Linked DNA regions of Sus scrofa: region 1 is linked to region 2. A link is a contact called in public Hi-C data. All regions are on one chromosome and are shown on one strand. The core of a region is the stretch at or near the end of the contact, and the rest is flanking DNA. Distances in the headings are between cores, read along the strand shown. Region 1 holds the start of TMTC2 (transmembrane and TPR repeat-containing protein 2). Region 2 overlaps TMTC2 (transmembrane and TPR repeat-containing protein 2).

Region 1 (3,432 bases), core at 657-3,156, 74 kb before region 2:
ACTGAGGTGCAAAAAGGTTAAGTGACTGGCAGCAGAGTGGGGACTCAAAGTCAGGAACGGGATTCTAGAGAGGGTCCCTTCCTCCAGTGTCTTAGGATCCAGGATCAAGATGTAAGTGCAGTGGAGGGAAACGGGAACTTGGGCTGGTTGACAGGATTTTAAAAACGTTTTTGACAGTGAGCAGAGATTATGCGGTTTAAAAAAGCCAAAGATCATCCCTGCCTTTAATGATACAATTTCTTCGTATGTGCGTTTCTGTTTGTTTTTCCCAGGGCACAAAACTGGGCCACAGTGCAATGGTACAATAAATATTCATCATTTCATCTGCACACATAGATGTCCTTGTGAAACCAGGACAAGGTGGAGCTTTGTTTTGCAGACACCCAGATCACGGGATTTGCTTTTCAGCCACTGCCACACATCCAGGGGACTCAATTTCTTACCGCCGATTTGGAGAGTTTGCTAGTTACGGGCTGCCTCTGGAGCAGTGACAGCTGTGTTTTGGGGGAGTCGGCGCCCTCGCAGGCCTGTTTTCCATGCATCGCGGCTTCCAGGCAGCAGGGGGCGCTGCAGTAGTGTTCATCGTGGTCCAAGGGATCCACAGGTCCAGCCAGAAGGCGGCCGCGCCGGGAGGTGTGGCAGGCAGCCCACGGTCCTCTTTGGTCTTGCAACTTTAGGACCCAGGGCCCGTTCCACACAGACCATTCTTCTACTCATTTCATCATGCTGGACGCCTTCCATCTAGTCCTGAGTCCAGGCGGCAAGGAAAGGGCATTAAGTTCCCACCTTCTCGGGTTCAAGGAGAGCGCAGTACGGGGCTGCAGAGGCGTTTCTTCTCTGTGTTCTCGGGGTTAACCTGACAATCCCCTCGAAACCGCAGGAAGCCCTCGCAACTGTGGGGTGCGTTTTGCGTGTGCGCGCGAGTCTGTCTTTCCTCTCTGGGGGTCCTTTCTTTTCCACCTGCCTGCGGGAACAATTCCCTCCCCAGACGTCTTTCCGTTGACCTTCGGGACAACGGTAGGCTCGGAGGTGAAATTTCTCGCTCCTGAGATGCCCTCCAGCTCTCCGCCCCCACCCCCACCCCATTTCGGCTCCCGCACAGTGAGGGTGTGTTGGTGGCCACCGAGGTTAGAGCACTCGCCAAACCTGTTCTTCCTCTCCCGGGCTCCAGAAGTCTCCCCGGCGGACCGGACTTACGCCTGGCAGAGCTTGGCACACACAGAGCTGGGGTTGAGATTCGGCGGGTGCCAGGCGCCGCCAGGCAGCGGCAGGGCGAGCGAGCGACGGCGTCCTCCTCGGTCTCTCGTCTGCTCTGGCGCCCCCGCCCAGGGCGCCCTCCAGCTGCCGCTCGGCGTTGTTTGCCAGCGGTTGCCCTTGGGTCCCCGGGGCTGCCCAGAGTGAAATCTAAGGTGAACGCCACAAGGGGAGGGCGGGCGATGGGGAGGAGGAGCCTCCGGCCGCGGCGGGGGGGGCGGGGGGAGGTGGGAGGAGCCTCCAGCCCAGGGGGTGATGTGGGCGGAACCCTGTGGGCGGATCTGGGTGGAGACCGCGGCTGAACGAACCCGGGATGGAGGGTTGGCCACGCAGGCGCGGGGGGCAGCGCCGAGAACCCCACGCGGGAGCTTCGGGAGTCTCCAGCCACCCCTTCTCACTTCACTGGAGAAGGGGCTGCGGCCGGGAGGGACCTATTAAAGAGTGAATGAGCTGCAGCCGCCGTGGCGGCCAGAGTCTGCCCAAGCGGCCCCGGAGCTGTGCGCCCGGGAGGCGGCGAGGGGAGGCGGTTCGCCTTGTCCCTCCCACCCGCCCTTCTCGCGCTCTCTTCCTCCAGCAGGTCCCAGAGCCCGGCTCGGTCCGGTCCCTCTGCCCCCATCCCGCACTCTTCCACCTCCTCCGAGACCCAGTCCTCACCTAGGGCGCCCCGCACGGCCATGGGTTAGGGCGGGGGCGCGAGCCGCGCAAAGGACCAGCCCTGTGCATCCGCCGGGGGGCGCGGAGCCCGAACGCCGCTCGCCGCTCGCCGGCGCCAGGCATGGGGAGCGCGGCGTGAGCCCGCACCCGGGGAAGACGGAGGAGCTGCGGAGACGGGCGCGAGGAGGAGGAGGAGCAGGAGAGCGGTGGATCGGAAGGACCCGAGGGAGGAAGGGAGGGACTGCAAGCGAGGGAAAAGTGAAGCTGGGAGGAGAAGGCGGCGGAAGGTGGGGATTGATGCTTCTGTTTTTTGTTGCCGCTGCTGCCCTCGCGCTGGGAGCCGAGCCGGAGGGAAGGCAGTGGAGAGATGATTGCAGAGTTGGTGAGCAGCGCTCTGGGGCTCGCCTTGTATCTCAACACCCTGAGTGCGGATTTCTGCTATGATGACAGGTAAGGGGGTGAGAGCGACTCCGCGGAGGCTCTGAAGCTGCCCGCTTGAAGGCTCGGAGTGGGTTTTGGAGGAACTAGTGCAGCACCTGAAGGTTTGGGAGACGCGTAAACACCCACACCTCCAGCAAACCCTGGGGACGCGGGCGCCCTGGGCGGGCTCAGGGAGTTTGGGTTCCTAGGTTGCCGCACGGGAGGTTCCTCTCCCGTGCTTCCCGGCTGGTGGCAGGCGCTTAAGTTTCTTAGCGGAAATCGCAGCAATTGGGGAAACTGTTTAATGAACTATTTTAAAAAAATTCGTAGATGTTCCTTGGTGCAACAAAAGCACCTTGAGCGATTTTACGTCCGTCCTGGAAGGAAGCTGTTTCCCGCCCCCTAATAGATCTTCCCTGTAACGTTTCCTTTTATTGATGGGACGCTTTTATTTACCGAGGTTAAAACACGCTTGACAGTTGCCAAAATAGTGGAGAGCTCGCCCTCTGCTTCAACTTTCCCTTTTGACGTAGGGTGTACTTTACTTTGAGCCAGGATACTGCTGCTGCTCGTCTCTCCGGCTCCCCTGCCTCCCTCACCAATCGATGGAGTAGCCCTTGCTAAAAGCCTGGGCTTTCATTTCTGCTGGGGAGTTTTACACGAGACCTTAGCGATTCTTTTGTGCTAATTGGGGAAGAAGACGCCCCTAGAGACTCCAGTTGTCTTCTGCATTTGGGTTAGTTTGGGTGGCTAATGAGACCTGAACTGTGTTGTCAGAGAAACTGAATCGATTTCTGGAAAATGTCAACCGTGGTGCTCGTGCCTCTACCTATTTAAACGTTGTTAGTGTTTAGACACTGACGAAAAGCTCCAAGAGCCATTAGGGAAAATTCCGATTTGTGCCTTTCCGGTGACTTAAGCTGATTATAATTAAAACAGATGCATAATTAAAATATATTAGGGAGAACAGCATGCCTGGCTAAACTTATTAACCGTCCTGGGGTGTTTCATGCTTCATTGAAATTAAACCATCCAAAAAGTGAGCACAGATTTACTTTGACAGCTTTTCAGCAGCCTCTCTGGGCGACGGAAAGTGAATGGATC
Region 2 (3,585 bases), core at 758-3,257:
GCCAGGGATCGAACCCCCATCCTCGTGGATACTAGTTGGATTCGTTTTTGCTGTGCCTTAACGGGAATGTCTTCTCAGGTTTTCATTCACTGACTATATTTTCTTAGCTTTAGAAGAGTATTAAATCTACTAGAAATATTCCTCACCGGGCGTTAGCCTGCCCTTTGCCCAAGGTTTCTTTGGAGGGCCTTCTATAGCAGAATGGCAGTTCGAAGTTCCCGGTGCCCTTGTAGAAAGGGGCATCTTAGCCTGTGGACACAGTGCAGAAAACCGTTGAGGAGCTTGGGGTTTTGTCTTGGGAAGATGAGTTCCCTTTTTAAGCAGCAGTGTGACCTTGATCAAGCGTAGTCATGTCTCTGCGTCTTCCATTTGTCGCCTCTGACAGAACGGATTGTATTTTTTGCTGTACTGTTTATTTATTATTTATTAGTAATATCAAAGTTCATAACAAATCAATCAAGTACTGGACTTTTGCCAGTGCTTGAGCTACAACTCAGTGTTGACACATGAAGGTGTATAAAGGACGTGCCGATAGAAAGCGCGGACCCGGCTGCCTGGCCTGTCGTGACACTTGGTAATGGTTCATGGTTTGCTGTTGCCACTTGGTAATGGTTCATGGTTTGCTGATCCGGTGGTAGAAGCTGCAGAGCAGTGAGGGCTGGGAGAAGAATGGTGCTGGTTCAAGTAGAGGTGGCTCAGCAGGGAGACACCTGCGGTCCCCATATGATGACTTTCCCTGTGACCTTGCTATCTGTACGGGATCTCAGAAGGCTGCCTTGTCTCCCACTGCCTCCTCGAAGTTTCTGTTTTGGCCGAGATCTGAATCTCCTTACACATCGCCTCCTACTTGTGGTGTCTCTTTTCTACCCCCAGGACCCTGCTTTGCTCAAGGGATCTGGCTCCCAGAGCCCTGCTGCTGTTAGGGCGGGGCACCCAGACTTAAAGAAAGGTTTGCTCTAAGCCAGAGGGTTTACCGGACAATGCAGCAGCCACTTAAAATGATCCTTAGAAATTTTAGTCTTTAAAAGCCCTTCAGCGATCATTGCTCTGGGAGATGTTCACGATGGCTTCTTTGTCCTCTTTGCTCAGGGACGGCTCATCTGCTGCATTGCTGGCCGTCTTCTCTCTCCTCTTCTCACTCCTTCTCCTTCTCCCACATGCTTGGGCTACTGCTGCCGAGCTAAGCGTTTTGTCCAGAAGCATCCTGGGCAGAGAACAGCAAATCCTCTTTGCTGTTTAATTGTGGTTCCTCTAAGGAGGAATCAAGTGCAGGAACGAAGTCAAAACAATGGAACCAGTGATCAGTCATAACAGCAGCCATACTCCCCAAAGGTTATCTTGCTGAGAGGAATGCCGTGGCCACCTACCCTCTTTATTTTCTTTGATAAGACTTGAGAGATTGAGTATAAGAGATGCAAAAGAAAGAATCAGTAACGAGCCCAGAATTTCTCGACTGGGAGACGAGAAGAATGCTCTGGGCTGCAGTGCAAACGGTTAACTGGTAGAGGAAACTGACGTGGTGCCATAGGCTGTCATCATCTGAATATTCGGGAACTCTCCGAGATATTTGACATTTTCATCAGGCTAGATTTAGAATGTGTAATTATCTTTGTAAGACTTTGGCTAAAAATGCAGCGACAACGACGGAAGGGCAGATAGCAGCAAATCCTATTTGCTGTTTAATTGTGGTTCCTCTAAGGAGGAAACCAAGTGCAGGATCTAAGTCAAAACAATGGAACCAGTGATCAGTCACCCGGCAGATGTTTATCCGTTCTTCTCGGCTTAGATAAGGATCATCACAGGAGGAGGCACTGAATCAGGACCGTCTCTTTTCTTTAGGGTGTTGTTTATTTGTTGAAAAACAGGAAGCTGGGAGTAGTCAAGGGGTTGGGATTCTTCCCAGCCATGGGAATGTGTCGTCAGAGATCAGAGTACACATTGCTCTGGATGTTCCAGGAAGCCTGTAGTGCAAAGCGTGCAGCCTGGAGGCGGGAGGAGGAAGCCAGCTAACATCGGAAGCCTCCGCATCCCTGTGATGTTGGGCATGGGTGGAAGGCTGGGGCGCTTTCTGCATGGGCACTGAAAGCCCAGACGCAGAAACTTCTACGCCGTCACGAAGCAGCAAGAGGCTTTTACCTCCACAGCTGTCCCAGAGTCCTAGGCCAGCAGAGCCTGTGCCAGGACCTGAAGCTCTTTCAGCTTGGCTTGCAGTGCCAGCATCCAAAGTAAGCCTCCCTGCAAAGAATCCCGACTGGCGAGACCTAAATGATGTTGCGATCCACTGAGTTCTTGAGCATCTGGAAATGTTTTCAATTAAACGTCTTGTTCGATGATCTCTTTTTTTTTGAGTATTTTTTTTTTTTAATAAGCAGATTCTTTCTGACTTTTCTTTTTTCTTTTTTTTGGACAAATTCCTCTTGAGCCCCAGTGATATGACCAGGAGGAGAAAATGGTGAGTTTAATGACAGGGCACCCCTTTTAGGAAGCTAACAGTCTACCTGAAAGAAGGAAGAAGGGGAGAATGTCCAACATCCTCCCTTTTGTAAACTGAATTTTAATGCATATTTATTGAGTGAATAATCAAATGCTGTGACAAAGAAAGGTACTGTGAGCATATCGGCAAAGTGTCCTTGGGCTTTTATGTTCCTTTACTGATGTTTCACTGGGTTTTGAGAGAGAGCAGAGGCAAGTATGTTTTCACTTTGCGGTCTTTGTGGGCTTTTTTTTAAATTAAAGAATTTCTTGGAGTATAGTTGATTTATCTGTAAGTTTCTGGTGTTACCGCAAAGTGAATCAGTTATACGTATAGACACATCCCTTCTTTTTCAGGTTCTTTTCCCGTATAGGTTATTACTGAACATGGAGCAGGTTTCCCTGTGCCACAGTAGGTCCTTGTTCGTTGTCTAATACATTGTCGTGTGGATATGCTAATCCCAAACTCCTAATTTATGCTTCCTGCCCACGTTTCCCCTTTGGTAACCATACATTTGATTTCACAATCTGTGAGTCTTTTTCTCTTTTGTAAGTAAACGCATTTGTATCATTTCAAAAATTAGATTCATATGTGAGTGAGATCACATGATATCACTTATCATATGGTATATATGTCTTTCTCTGACTCACTTCATAGTATGATAATCTTTAGCTCCTTCCACATTGCTGCAAATGGCATTATTTAGTTCTGTTTTATGGCTGAGTAGTATCCCACTGTAGAAATATGTAGGTATATTTGTATATGGGTACATATATATCTCACTTCTTTATTTATTCATCTGTCCATGGACATTTAGGTTGCTCCCATGTCTTGGCTTTTGTAAATAATGCTGCAATGAGCATTTGAGAGCATGTATCTTTTTGAATTATGGTTTTCTTCAAATATATGCCCAGAAATGGGATTGCTAAATCATGCGGTAGCTCTGTTTTTAGTTTTTTAAGGAACCTCCATATTATTCTTTACAGGGGTCACTTTGCTGTCTGTAACATCTTGCGTTAAAATACACACACACACACACACACACACACACACACACACACACACGCACACCCCTATTCTGTAAAAATATGTTTATAATTTTGCTTGGAGTT

The links. Hi-C and Micro-C count contacts between places; a contact is called where the count stands out from the background.
Region 1: a contact with region 2 is called in a Hi-C map of skeletal muscle, with 8 times the contacts expected there. The contact joins the promoter of TMTC2 here to the enhancer-like site in region 2. A contact is called at or near these places in 1 of 5 promoter capture datasets (liver), 5 of 47 Hi-C or Micro-C datasets (heart right ventricle, liver and skeletal muscle) and 1 of 2 datasets of contacts at active chromatin or transcription factors (skeletal muscle).

The regions. Positions count from the first base shown.
Region 1 is chr5:99,083,717-99,087,148 of Sscrofa11.1, reverse strand. TMTC2 (transmembrane and TPR repeat-containing protein 2) reads left to right here and starts at 1,906. Exons shown (of 13, transcript XM_021093031.1): 1 at 1,906-2,358. The coding sequence starts at 2,276.
Region 2 is chr5:99,009,518-99,013,102 of Sscrofa11.1, reverse strand. All of the region lies in intron 1 of TMTC2 (transmembrane and TPR repeat-containing protein 2), which reads left to right. Among named protein-coding and RNA genes, the nearest start is that of TMTC2, 74 kb to the left of the region's middle. Within about 2 kb of position 2,007, at least 20 of the 83 cell types and tissues checked have an H3K27ac peak or open chromatin away from gene starts, as enhancers often do. A contact at or near this core is called in liver and skeletal muscle, where this site is marked.